Regions from separate parts of the Mus musculus genome. Here region 2 is linked to region 1. A link is a contact called in public HiChIP or PLAC-seq data. All regions are on one chromosome and are shown on one strand. Each heading gives the region's core, a stretch centred on a gene start, on an enhancer-like site or on the middle of the called end of the contact. The rest is flanking DNA. Distances are from core to core; before and after follow the strand shown. Region 1 overlaps Bicc1 (BicC family RNA binding protein 1). Region 2 has its middle 18 kb from the start of 1700113B09Rik.

What was found. HiChIP or PLAC-seq counts read pairs in DNA pulled down with a chosen protein or histone mark.
Region 2: an H3K27ac HiChIP or PLAC-seq map of heart atrium shows a contact between it and region 1, with 6 times the contacts expected there. The contact joins two enhancer-like sites. A contact is called at or near these places in 5 of 484 Hi-C or Micro-C datasets (the C2C12 cell line, large pre-B cells, muscle stem cells and 2 more) and 3 of 115 datasets of contacts at active chromatin or transcription factors (fibro-adipogenic progenitors, heart atrium and neural progenitor cells).

What each region holds. Positions count from the first base shown.
Region 1 is chr10:71,023,817-71,030,421 of GRCm38.p6, reverse strand. It overlaps Bicc1 (BicC family RNA binding protein 1), which reads left to right. Exons shown (of 21, transcript NM_031397.3): 3 at 2,455-2,524. Among named protein-coding and RNA genes, the nearest start is that of Bicc1, 130 kb to the left of the region's middle. Within about 2 kb of position 1,866, at least 37 of the 459 cell types and tissues checked have an H3K27ac peak or open chromatin away from gene starts, as enhancers often do. A contact at or near this core is called in heart atrium, where this site is marked.
Region 2 is chr10:71,216,001-71,223,184 of GRCm38.p6, reverse strand. No RefSeq gene overlaps it. Among named protein-coding and RNA genes, the nearest start is that of 1700113B09Rik, 18 kb to the right of the region's middle. Within about 2 kb of position 4,739, at least 37 of the 459 cell types and tissues checked have an H3K27ac peak or open chromatin away from gene starts, as enhancers often do. A contact at or near this core is called in heart atrium, where this site is marked.

The DNA.
Region 1 (6,605 bases), core at 617-3,116:
CAGAGCCTCTCAGGAGAAAGCTATATCAGGCTCCTGTCAGCAAGCACTTGTTGGCATCCACAATAGTGTCTCAGTTTGTGACTGTATATAGGATGGATCTCCAGGTGGGGCAGTCTCTGGATGAGGCCGTGAATTTTGAAGAGAACCAGGAGACATATATGGGAGGTTGGGAGAGAAGAAAGAGAAGGGGAGAAATGATGTAATTATATCATAATCTCAAAACCAAAAAGAAATGGTTTTTAAAAAGACAAAACATTTGCTTTTCTGTTAGGTGTCTATATGCGCACCTTCTTTGAGCAGTGGCCATAGAGGGCATCAGATCCCCTACAAATGGAGTTACAGATGGCTGTGTGCAGCCATGTGTGTGCAGGCAACAGAACTCAGGCCCTCAGTGGGAACTGCAAGTACTCTTAACCACTGAGCCATTCTTTCTTTCTAATTTTATTTTTTAAAAAAATAAAGTACTCCTAGGGAGAGAGAGAGAGAGAGAGAGAGAGAGAGAGAGAGAGAGAGAGAGTGTTAAGCTTGCTTGCTACACTCTGTAATCTCAGAGAGAGAGAGAGAGAGAGAGAGAGAGAGAGAGAGAGAGAGAGAGTGAGAGTGTTAGGCTTGCTTGCTACACTCTGTAATCCCAGAAGTTGGGAGGCTGAGGCGTGAAGACTGGAGATTTGAGGCCAGTGTAGGTGAGATCTTGTCTCAAAACAATAAACAAAAAAACAGAAACAACCCTCCGAAAACCAAAAATAACCACCGTCCCCCAAACAAACCCACTTACACCAAAACAATATCAAAACCCCAAACCAATAACATAGTTAACCAAATGAATGCTGATGTCAACTCAGTTAATTAGCAAAGGTGAAACAGGCAGGAACCAGGACTTAGAGGGTGAGGGTGAGAGCACCCACTTTTCTTCTGGATCAGATTCGTATATAAACCAAGCAAAGACGGTGGGGGCTTGGTTTTTGTTTTCTGGCTTTCAAGTAGAAATATTTTCCAAGAAAAACAGCAGTGTGGACACTGGGCCAAGTGACCAGTAAGCACTACAAACAAGTCAGGGGCAGCATACAAGTGACGTTTGACCTCAGCATCAGGGACACAGTTGGGCTCAGGAGCATCTGAGGGCCCACTGGCCCAGTGCACAGCAGGCAACTGTTGCCTGTGCCAGCCAAATGCTGTCATGAATTCCTTGTGCCGAATCCACCAACTTTTCTGGAAAATCAGAGATCAGAATGGCTATGCCAGGTTCTTGGATCTTCAAATGTTGGCCCTACCCCTAACACTTTGGACAGCAGACAGAACCCATGGGTAGGCTGCCAGCTTGAGACATCTGCTGAGAGCTGTCGGGTGCTTGAGTGAAAGAGACCTGCGTCAACCATTTACTCTCATGTCTGGTACACAAGCTGGAGAAGGAAATTAGTGTTAGTTGTGTTCTTAGTGCGTTCAGTTGTCATCGCCATTGATTTGTTTAATTAACTCTAAATCCATATTAGTAAATACGTCTCATCTTGCTCTGCCTGGTCTTTCTGCTTTGGGTCTTGCTCTGAGTAATTCTTGACTGTCGGGTGCTGATAGACCTATAAGTGACTTGCTGTTAGTTTGTTGCATTTTCTGTTCCTGTTAGCCTGCGCAGAGTTAGTTTTCTATTCGTGTTCCCAAGTGAACAGCCCTGTGGAATTGGCAAGCTAGAAAGACTATTTTGTCTTGGGAGTCTCTGATTCCTTTCCGATTACTTGTTGGCTTCGCTCATGCTGTCGTCTGTGGCTTCTGCCTCGTCATTGCCACCTCCACTTTCGATGCCTGCTGCCTGTCCTTTCTCACGTTATGTGCTAGGCTCCCTTCTGCTGGTATTATCTGCATATATGAATGGGTGGAGCGATAGCATAAACACTATCTTGGCCCACAGGAAGGCTGACGGGAAATGGAGCAGTATGAAGGGATGCTGTGTTTAGAAGCATTTCAACAGTTTTAATGAAATACAAATGGAGAGAGAGTGGGAGGAGGAGATGTTTCATTTTGGGGGATGGGAGGAAATCTTCATTTAGTATGGCTTAACTCATCGTTTCTGTATTACAAGAGTCACATCTAGTATGTAGATGATGGTCTCGGGTGAATTTTATTCAGTGCAAGCATCTCTGATGGTCCTGGCAACAAGCTGGGTTAATTACTTGTCCATGTACTTTGAGGTCTTGTTTCTGTTAAGATTCTGGATTCACGGAGAGAACAACACAGACTTGGATGCTCTCAGTAGATTAAGGGCTTAGGAAAACACACCCCCTCTTCTCCCTCGAGCTTTCAAAAAGATGTTTGCATTGTTTTAAGCTGAGATCATCTTGTTGTATCAACACAAAGCCAGAAACATGAAAATAAGAATTTTTTTTTTGAACGTGTGAAAATCTTATCTGTAAATACAAGTTCTTAATTGAGTCAATATTTTTCTCTTGATCCCTGACTCAGATCATGGAGGAGACAAACACGCAGATTGCATGGCCGTCCAAACTGAAGATCGGGGCTAAATCCAAGAAAGGTAAATTTGGGACGGGGAGTAGGTATGTTTGAAAAACGAGCTTCCGGGGTTGCTGGAGCTCAGTTCTGTTCACGTTTGGCCTCAAGTGCTTGTCAAATAGCCGTATTTGGGGAGGATTTTCATGATTAAAATAAATAGGTGGCTTTGTGGCAGCAGAAAAAAAAATGCTTAAAAAAATAGTATTAAAATAGAAATGTTACCATAACGGGCTTCACAGTAACCTGTGATCTGAAGGGTATCTGTCAGATCAGCAGCCATGAAGAATGGCAGTTCTACATGGGGGTCGTAGCCTGTGTGTTTCCCTTGTGTAGACTTTAAGGTGGTTTTTTGTTTTGTTTTGTTTTTGGTTGTTGTTCTTTTTTTATTCTTTGTTTTGTTTTTTGTTTATTTTGGTTTTTTTTTGTTTTGTCATGGCCTATATTTATGAGCTGCTATATACTGTGCCCTTCTTCCACATGAATGAGCCGTAACTTCCTCCTTTCTCAAATGAATTTTTTTCCATCTACATGACAGTATTGCATGAACTGCATTTTAGATCAGACATTTCCCTGCCTTATGTATAGAGCTGCCTACCCGTAGATGGTCAGAGATGGGAGGGAACACTGTCTTATTTGTTTTTTCTAGGATTCTATGGTATTCTCTAATGTGACTTTCCAGTACGTGTTTTAAGAAATGTATTATATATACTTATATATTAATATTTATTATTATATTTATATAGATATAAATATAGGTATGTGAATATAATATATAGGAATATAATATATACTATATGTATACATAGTACATATGTAAATATATGTATTTTTTCAAATATACTATAGTTTCAGGAATCCTGCTTGTCTATATTTAACGAAGAATACAAATTTGTATAGCTATCAGGAGAATAATACGAATGCCACCAAACAGTTCTACATATAGCATTCATGCAAGCTGAGCTGTGTCCTGTGGTCTGCCCTTTGTCTTGTCATCTTGCTGCTGCTCAGTTTGTCGTCTTGTTCCACCTTCTGTGACTATATTGCCAAGTGGCATTTTAACACGGCATGGGGTCTCGGTTGCCTTTCGTGTTTTAGTCTAGATTTCCTTCAGTCTCACTTTGTGTTCCCATCTTGTAGAATAGAAATAATATTACAGAGCATTTGGGGTGTGTGTGTGTGTGTGTGTGTGTGTGTGTGTGTCTGTCTGTCTGTCTGAGTATAGACAAGGTATGCCTATAGAAACTTCAGTCTTATTACTTTTTATTTAGCTCATGGTGACAAGGAATTGGGACCACTAGTTTTTTTGGGGGGTTGTTTGTTTGTTTTTTAAGATTTATTTTATGTACATGAGGATACTGTCATTGTCCTCAGACACACCAGAAGAGGGCATCAGATCCCATTACAGATGGTTGTGAGCCACCACGTGGGTTACTGGGAATTGAACTCAGGATCTCTGGAAGAGAAACCAGTGTTCTTAACCACTGAGCCATCTCTCCAGCCTGGGACCGCTAGTTTTAACGTGTCAAAATCAGACAAGTTTCGGTTTTTGTGTGTGGTTCCAAGTCTTTGTGTAAGCTATGCATGAGCTCAATGCTAAAGAAAATGCTTCTATCCTGATTCATTGAGTCCTCTTGTCATGGGTCTGGCTGTCTAGTTCTGGATGTGCAATAGAAGAAACCAGTGCCTCACCTGTCTTCTGTTTATTTGACTGTTAAAAAAAAAATCCCTGGTTAACCAAGGGGGTGAATTGAAACTTAAGCATACCCTGGGGCCCCAGTCCCTGTTGTTGAGTGTTTTTATTTAAGAAATGTTGTTCCAGCTATAGAGTTGCAGATCCCTTTAGCTCCTTGGGTACTTTCTCTAGCTCCTCCATTGGGGGCCCTGTGATCCATCCACTAGCTGACTGTGAATTTGCTAAACACATGAAACTCAAGAAGAACGATGACCAAAGTGTGGACACTTTGCCCCTTCTTAGAATTGGGAACAAAACACCCATGGAAGGAGTTACAGAGACAAAGTTTGGAGCTGTGACGAAAGGATGGACCATCTAGAGACTGCCATATCCGGGGTTTCTGTTCTTTTAAGATGGTTTAATTTTTGAGATGAAGTTCCACTGTATTCTGTAGCCAGTAAAACTAAACAGCAGGGGGGGGTGTTGGGAAGGGAGTTGTTTGCTCATCTGGTGGGCTGTTGCCTTCTGGCCTTGTGTGTCGTAAGAGAGAGAGGGCTGTTCATTTTCAAGTCTTCCCTCATTCCCAGCCCTCATTATGAAAGAGATTAGAGTATGCATGTGTGTTCCTGGGCCCATGCCGTGTAGTAGATGATTTATTAAATCTAAGCCTCACGGTGGTGTGAAGGTCAGAGATGTGGAGATACCCCGGGCCCTGCTGAGGGATGACCCTACTATGGGTTTGTTTCATCTGCTTTTCCGGTGCTCTGCCTAAATATTTGCATCCACACAAACATTTTTTTTTATGGCCCCCTCTCTTCCTGTCTGCCGCCTCCTCCATCTTACCGGAGTCCAGTTTTGTGTTTTCCAAATTTAGCTCCCAGTAGCTCTCTTCGAACCTTATCTTTTAAGCCCTCGTGTTTGCTTTATCAGAAGGGCTGCCCGGATGCCTGTGCAGCCCGCCTTGGCAGAGGCGCTGGTGGTTACTGCCTGGCACACAGGCAGAAAGCCAGAGCCTGAGTTTACTTCAGCTAGAAAAATTTAGATTCTTCTCTAGAAAGTTCTCAATCGTTCCGAAGTGGTGGCCCGGGAAGAGGTGGGCTGGGGATTTGTATATTCGACAAGTTCCTATGGTGGTTATTAAAGGGTCGGAGAGTTCTCATTGGTAAGACAATGTGGAGTCAGGTACTGGGGCAGGGGCAGCCACAGCTGACAACAAGAGAAACCCACCCTCAAGCACCACAATGCTGTCTGTCCTGGCGTCCTAAGAGGCGCACTACTGCAGAAGATACTTCCGTCAATCTTCATGGTCAGGAGACATTTGCAGTGAAGATAACCCAGAGTTCTCTGCGTTTCGTGTGGCTCCGAGAAAAGGAACATCTGGTGTTTGTCTTCTCCTCCGCCCCCCTCACGTCTTCTCATTCTTCTTCCTTCTCCTTCTTCCTTTCCCCTCTGAGCAAATGCTTGGTAGGACAGAGTAGGAAGTATATCAGCCAAGTTGTTTTCTTGACAGTATTTTATAGGAGTGCACACAGACAGGCAGAACAGAAACACACTGTGCCCGTGTGTTTGTGTGTGTTTGCCTGCATGTACGTATGTGGGTACTCGTGTGCACTCACATGCATGCACGCGTGTAGACTGAGGAATAAAGAATTTTTATAGCTATTCCCCAGAGTGTTTGGGTTATTGGAAGGCAGAAGGTTCATTTAAGACAGAAGAACTTGAGAACTTAAGATTCCAGCAACAGGCATCTGCCTCTGTGACTCCAAGATTCTCTTCAGGGGAGTTACAACTAAGACAAATAAATACTTCATGTTTCTTCTCTCCTCTATGAATTTATTTTGTGTGGGAGCATTTAAAACTGGAGCTGTTGAAGCCAAAGAGTTTACATAGAAAAAGCTTGAGGTCTGTGCTAGCGAAACCAGTATTTAAGGATTAAAGTGTTTAAAACTATAAAGTTTTACTAACCTGGAATAACTTCAGGCAGTCTTTTCAGTCTCTGAGTGTGCTTTTCTGAGCTGTGGCCTATTTTAAGTTAAGGAAACTTCATTAAAATATGAATAGCATTTTGAACAAGTTTGCTTTTCCAAATGGAATTCTGGCTAGATCGGCCCTAACACAGAGATAAAAGCAGTTAGTAATGAGAACTTATCACACAGGGATGACTGTACTGCATACTCAAATTGGATGGCTCGGTCTCTTAAATTAGGTAAATATTTTTCTTACAGTCTTCTCTTTGCTTTTAATGGGTTCATCAATCTCTTTGTAGACTACTGAAGGTAAATGGGGGTTAATATTCAAGTTTTTACGTCCAATTCCAAGTAACTCTGGGGTCAGCATTGATGGAACTTCATTCCGGAGTTAGACAAAGTGACAGGCACTAGTCTCTCCAGGGGCTGCTTCAGTGACAGTTTACGATTGGATGCCCCCCAGG
Region 2 (7,184 bases), core at 3,490-5,989, 190 kb before region 1:
CTTCGTTGATCTTGATTGGTGGCCTTGTTGCTCAGACTGGAGAACCTTGGTGTCTGCATCACATTTGGTATGCTGGCCCTCTCTACCCAGCTGCCTTGGAAAACTCCTAGGAGCTGACATCCTACTGGTACCCGCTGAGATGTCTCTTGGGAAGAAGGAACCTAGTGAGACATTGCCTCCATCAGATTAGCCTATTGGCAAATCTATGGGGTGTTTTCTTGATTGCTGATGATGGAGGGCCCAGCCCACTGTGAGCATGTTACTCCTATGCATATATGGGCCTGGGCCGTATAAAAAAACCAGCTGCACTTGAACCTGGAAGCAAGCCAGGAAGGCAGTGGCTCTCTGTGGTCTGTGCTTTCATTCCTGCATCTGGGTTCCTGCTTTGAGTGCCCTCCTTTGTTTCCCTGGATGATGGGCTGTAACTTGTAATTTAAACCCTTTCCTCCCCAAGTTGTTGTTGGTCCTGGTGAGTATCCTAGCAACAGAAAGCCAGCCAGGACATCCACTGTGGTGGTTCGGATGAGAATGGCCTCATAGGCTCATGCATTTGAATGTTAGGTCCCTAGTTGGTGGACCTGTTTAGGAAGGATTAGGAGGTGTGGCCTTGTTGGAGGAGGTGTGTCACTATGGGGTGGGCTTTGAGGCTTCAAAAGCCCATGCCAGGCCTAGTCTCACTCTTGCTTCCTTGTGGGTCAGGATCTAAGTGCTCAACCACTGTTCCAGCGCTACGGCTGCCTGTCTGCTTGTCTGCTGAATGCTCCCTGCCATGACGACATTCGACTCAGCCTCTGAAACTAACTGTAAGCACACCCTCAGTTAAAAGCTTCTGTAAGTCCTGTGGTCACAGTGTCTTGTCCCAGTGATGGAACAGTAGCTAAGATGTCCACACTACTTCCTTCTGTATTGTACTCACTTTCATGCAATTTGGGAGGAAGGAGAAGCTGTCCAAGCTGTCCAGTTTGGTTGCTTTGGAGCCCTTTCCTTGCTAGACTTTTAAAGAGGGTTAGGGGCTGGTTCTGGCAATTTTACTGGTGTGTGGGTTTTGTGTGTGCCTCTGTGTCTTTGTGTGCACCATGTACATGTGTATGTAAATACATGTGAGCATAAGTGTCCTATAGTGGCCAGAAGAGGGCATCAGATCCCCCAAACTAGAGTTTGAGATGCTCTTGAGCTGCCCGACATAGGTGCTAGGATCCAGACTCGGGTTCTCTGGTAGAGCAACAAGAGCCCCTAACTACTGAGCCGCCTCTCAGCCCTAATAATCTTATGTTCCTCAGAGCTTCTGGGGAGTCCTGAGCTTACAGTGGTTGCATCTTTGACCCTGTCCTTACTTTGTCTTCCATCTGCGCTGTATCCCAAGTTCTCTCTCCTATTCTTTAACATGGATGGTTTCTTCTTGTCATCCAGGATTCTCCTATGGGATATAAGGATATACCCACAGGCTCCAGGGTTTGTGTTTGAGCACTTCTGGCTAGTGGATGCCATTTAGACTGTTATTCAAAGCAACGGGGACGCTCCTTTTCTATAGGTTATTTTATCAGGTCACATGGCTAATGAATGTGGGATTTGGTGTTGAGTTCTGTGATAGCTGTGGTGTTAACTATTACCATGACTGGATTTAGAATGCTCTGTGGGTATGTTTATCTGAGAAAGCTTTTCCAGAGAGCAAAGACTCTGGCTGCCCTTCAACAGATGTAGGCAGCACATTTGGAATATACAGAGACATCCCTAGCTCTCACCAATGAAAGGGCTAGGAATGCTGACAGATAACACCCTGGGCCTGTAGCAGAGATTGTTCCACTTTGCCTTAGCTGGCCACCCAGTGTTCCAACCAACGTATCTGCGAACGTCTTGATGTATAACTTTGTTTTCTTATAAAGCACCTACTTGCCACATTGGGACATACAATTTGGGGTAATGACATAGCTGGCATGACATCATGGAGTGATAACTTTTTAAAGAGTTTTGTTAGCCTCCTTCTCTCTCCCAAGCGGGAATATTTAAATTTAGATTAAATAGCTATGAAACAGCCTGTTAGCAAACACAATTCTAGACCCGAGGAGGCCAGGCTTACCACAGTCTCTAAAGGTGCCTCTCGTTATAACCTGGGGTGTTACACTCCCTCTTCTACCTTGTTTGAGACAAGCCCCTCTTAGTTTTGCCTCTGAGCCTGACAGGGTAGCTGACCTGCCTGAGCTCTCTGGAGATTCTCCTGTTACAAAACTCTCTTCCTGTATGTCTATGTTCCACATGGGATTCTAGGATGTGAACTCCGGTCCTTATATCCGTGTCACAAGTGTTTTAGCCACTGAGCCATCCCTCAATCCCTGCCTAAGTCTTATGTTCATTAACATGCAAATTGTGATACACAGGAAAAAGAAAGGTTGTGTGTGTGTGTGTGTGTGTGTGTGTGTATGTATGTATGTATGTATGTATGTATGTATGTATTTTTCTCTACCCAGCCTACCCTGTGAAGGGACCTCTGGAAATGTAGCTGACGGTGGGGGGGTGGGAGAGGGAAGGCTGCTTATCAGAAGAACTTGGTCCCTCTTTATCCCCTGACTCACTCTGCTTGGTTAGCCTTGAGTGATAGCATAATATACAGTCTGATCTGAAACTTCATCTTTTTGTCTGTTTATTTGTTAGGTTGGTTTTTCGAGGCAGGGTTTCTCTGCATAGTCCTGACTGTCCTGGAACTCACTCTATACTAGGCTGGTCTCAATCTCAGAGATCCTTCTGTCTCTGCTTCCTGAGTGCTGGGATTAAAGGCTCGTGCCACCACTGACTGGCTCTGTCATCTTTTAGACTGCATCCTGTTCCACTGTGGCTATACCATAAGTAGGTCATTGAAGGGTGGTTTCTAAAGTTTGGCATTACAGAACCCACTTCAATGAATAGACTCACACATCTCATTTTCTGCTCCTAAGTGATCCAGATGGATTTGTTAAAGCAGAGTATTAGCATTCGCATCTGTGACTTGTGATCTGTGGCGCTGTAGTCGCAGGCACAGGTGGTTCCATCTACACACCAGCTAGCAATGTGGGTCCAAATAATCTTTAACTGAATGCATGTTGTGGTATTGTAGCAGCTACCTTGATTTGTTTCCAGGAAATTCTCTCTGCAAATGATATGATTGTTTATGCCACCCTGACTTGTCCCTCAGAGGCACACTCCTGTCCTCTGTCCCGCTCATCACAGGGGTCTGGCAGTTGTTCTCATCATAACAACAGCGTGAGACTGCCTCTTTTTCTAAGTGTTTGTCCCTCTATGGTCTCACTTCTGTGGCTAGGCCACCACCTCAAGCCCTTGAGAATTTCCCCTGAGAACCCAGCGGGACGACATCCCGGGATTCCGATTCCAAAGCCTTGAAGTAGATCAGCAGATCAACCTCCAAGAGACCTGAGTACACAGGCCCTGACCCCACATGCAGCTTCAAGCTTGCTGTCACCCTGTCCCGTCCCCCCATGCCTTCACCCCTACCCCCCTGCAGCCTTTCATCATCTCTGCCTCAAGGGGAGCCCATCTCTTCCCCAGGAGGAAAGCAAACAGCAGATGTGTGTGATGACAGTGTGGTGTGTGTCCCCAAGCCATGCAGGGGACCTCTGATCTCTGTCTGGCCTTGTTTGCAAATAAATGCCTTTCTCCTAACAGCCTGGTGCTTCGGAGAGGCAGGAAGGGGACAGCCCAGGCACCTGGAAGCTAAAAGGCTTTGCTGGCTAAGCAGAATATTTAAGAAGTGGTTTCTGTTGACATCTCCAGCTTGCGGTGGTTTGAAACTGTGTCAAAGTGTTTGCAAATATTTAGAGGTTCTCAGAGAGCGTGGTGTTGGGGTAGAGACAGTTCTCACAAAAGGCACTGAAGCCACACTCAGGGCAGTTTTGAAGACCCATTTGGAAGCCGACTGGGTAGAGACTTAAAGAGAATTGTGTGCTGAAGGGGCCGTAGGCAAAGGGAGAGTTGATAAATGTGCTGCTGACCTCTGCCCTACTGTGGACAGAACCAAATTGTCCAAAGAGACCTGCTCTCGGCCGTCTTCCTTATAGGAAGATCTAAAAGCAGGCTCTAGTTTAACACAAATGATGATGAGGGAAAGAGAGAGACGGTGATGGAAGGCTAATCCAGGAGTAGCAGCTCCCAGTCTTACCCACTGGGCCAGACAGACAGACCCTCCATCCTGTGGAATCCCAGATGCAACACTGGGGACCTAACCAGGGAGGCAGGCAGGATACTTCAGCAGATCAGACTCCACAATTCTGATTGGTACATCGAGTCTCTAGATTGAAAACTGTCAACACAATGACTTCAGTTTGTTGGTTGGTAACAAGTCTGTCATTTCAAGACTCTGCTTGTTGACGGCCACTTGTTTCTTACTGGCTGAGTCCTGAAAAAAAACACAGATCTTACCCTCCAATCTCCAACCGTGGAGATGACGGGTGGGGTGGGGGCAGGGCTCAGGGCTTTGTCAAGACAAGCAAATGTGCAACAAATCAGATGCTTTCTAGTACGGCTTCCTGGGAAGCCATAGCCCACCAGAACCATGACATCATGAACCCCTCTAATTACAGAGGATAAATATCTTACAGCAGGAGAGCTAAGACAGTAACATTTGGGGCAAGTGTGACCCGAATGTCAACTGATCAGATGAGTTGTAATTTTGTCGACTAGTCTGGGAGGCTTTTCCTGGCATCGGGGGAGTTCTTAGTATCAGGTGGAGAAGCAGTTTGTTCCGCAAACACTAGAGGGCAGCAGAAGGCAGCATTTGACAAATCCAAGGGCTCAGGCTGATGACCAGCTCAAGTCCCTGGGGCTATACACATCTCTCTTCTTGCTCAGTTGCCTCTGTTTTTAAGCCAGGAGATACCTTTTCCTGTTCAGGTAATAGCCTACTCCCCACCCCCACCCCCAATTCCTCCAAAGATACAGGGAGCTGGCTGAGGTTCCTGGTGCCTTAGCTCTTCCTGCGCCTCCTGACATGTCTCCAGTACTTACAAGGGTCGGGAAACAGAGGTCCCAGATGTGATTGCAGTGTGGCTCCTCAGACAGGCCACGGAACATTTGGAAGGCACAGCGGTCTACGTGTGGAGGAAGTATGCTTTCCCTAGCTACTTAGTTGCTGGCTTCAAGGGTGACGAGGCACCGCGTGTGGGCAGGCAAGGGTTTTTCGTAGCAGCAGTGTGGCTTCGAAGGAGACAGCTTTGAAGGCAGCCTCGCTCCCTGACCGCTGTCAGTCCCAGGAACAGTTTTCTGACTCCACCATCTTGGTTATAGCAGGGCTGGCTGTCTGCACCGCAGAGGCCAGTTCCTAGCGCTTCTCTCTGCTTCCTGAGCGCGCGCATGCACACGCACACACACACACTCTCTCTCTCACACACACTCACACACACACACACACACACACACACACACACACACACACGAGCATGTGCGCTTTTCTGGCCTTCCTATTTTGTCTGGAGCCAGTCTCCTGCATTCCTTCAGTCTCTTCCTATTTAATTAAAGTGGGTTTTATCTCTGACACTGACCCCGAGTGATACAGCGGCTGAAGGTGAGCAACAGCTATAACCTGAATCCAGCACTGTCATCTGGGTCTCTGACTGAGTCCCATTAGGTGACTCAGAGGGCGTCCCACCGTGAAGCCACACTTCCTTCATGACCACTGTGACTTGTCCCTGCTTCCACAGGGAGTGACTGCCTCCCTCCCCCTCCCGCTAATGGCACAGGGATATGGTGGGTGACAGGGCCAACGCTGAAGGTCAAGCTTATAGCCCCAGCTCTTCTAACAAGCACCGACTTAGACATGGAGACAGCCTAGAGTGGGTTATCAGGAGCTGAGCCTGCTCACAGTCTAGCATGGCTTGCCTGGGGTCCACAGCGAGCCAGACAGGTTTGAGGGGAGCTGCTGATATCCTCATCTACCTCCCAGGGCTTCCTGTGTGTGAAGCCCAGCTGGCCTGGGTTCCCTGCTGTGGTTCTCAGACCAGCATTAGAAATATAGAACCTGGAGCTGCATAGATAGCTCAGTGGGTAAGAGAATTTACGCTTGCAGAAGGACTCAGCACACACATGAAGCGACTGAGAATAGCTGTGTGTGCTTATAAGCCCAGCACTGGGGGACAGAGATAGGAGGAAAGCTGGGGGCTTGCTGGATGCCAGAATAGTGGGAAAAACAAAGAGGTACGGGCTGTGTGTGTGTGTGTGTGTGTGTGTGTAGGTCATAGGACAACTTGTAACAACTTGCAGCATTCTCTCTCTGTATAGCATGTGGGGATCCAGGCTCAAACTCAGGTTAGACGCTTGGCACTAGTTGCCCTTATAGCTGGCCCATCTCACTGGCCCCCAAACTGGGGCTTAGATCTGAGACCTTTTGTGTCAGTTGAACCGTGGTGGAAGCAGATACATCTAAGTAGGAAATCGTGGGTGTTCCTAAAGAGCATGTGTTGGAAGACGAAGGAAAAAGAAAGGATGGTTGATCTTGTTACCTTGATGGCGATTAGAATCTCCATGGTAACAAACCTCTGGGCATGTCTGTGAGGGAGTTTCTAGATCGAGGTTAATCACACCTGTCAAGGCAGTAACTCCTGCTTTTGCCTGCTGGTCCTGGGTGAACCCTAGTTGATCCACAAGCCCCAGGGGTGATCCCATCTCTGCCTCCACAGTTTTGGGGTTATAGATGTGGGCTACAGTGCCCAGCATTTTTATCCATACTCACTTCTGTCTTCATACCGGTTGAACAAACCAAGTGATTTGAGATGCCGCCTTTAAGACCTGCAGTGATAGTCTGCTCCCGCAGACTGTCAGCCAGAATAAACCCTTCCTCCCTTGAGGGAGGTTTTGTCAGGTGACTGGAAAGTAACTGGAACTCACTCTGTAGACCAGGCTGGCCTCGAATTCAGAATTCCGCCTGCCTCTGCCTCCCAAGCTCTGGGGTTAAAGGCCGGCGCCACTGCACACTCATGCATGCTATTTCACCTGGGGCCAAAGGGGCGTGGCTTAAGGAGCCGAGTGGAATCCAGGGAAATGCCCGGTCACTCTCATTTGTGCGATGTAGTGCTCATCACTCACTGGGGTTTCTTTAGAAAGACGTGGCTTCAGTTTGAAAGCCATGATGGATCTGAAAGCCACCCCCCATCAGTCTCTGCTCAGCCTAAACTCCCTGCTCCCTCAAGAGCACCTATTGAGGA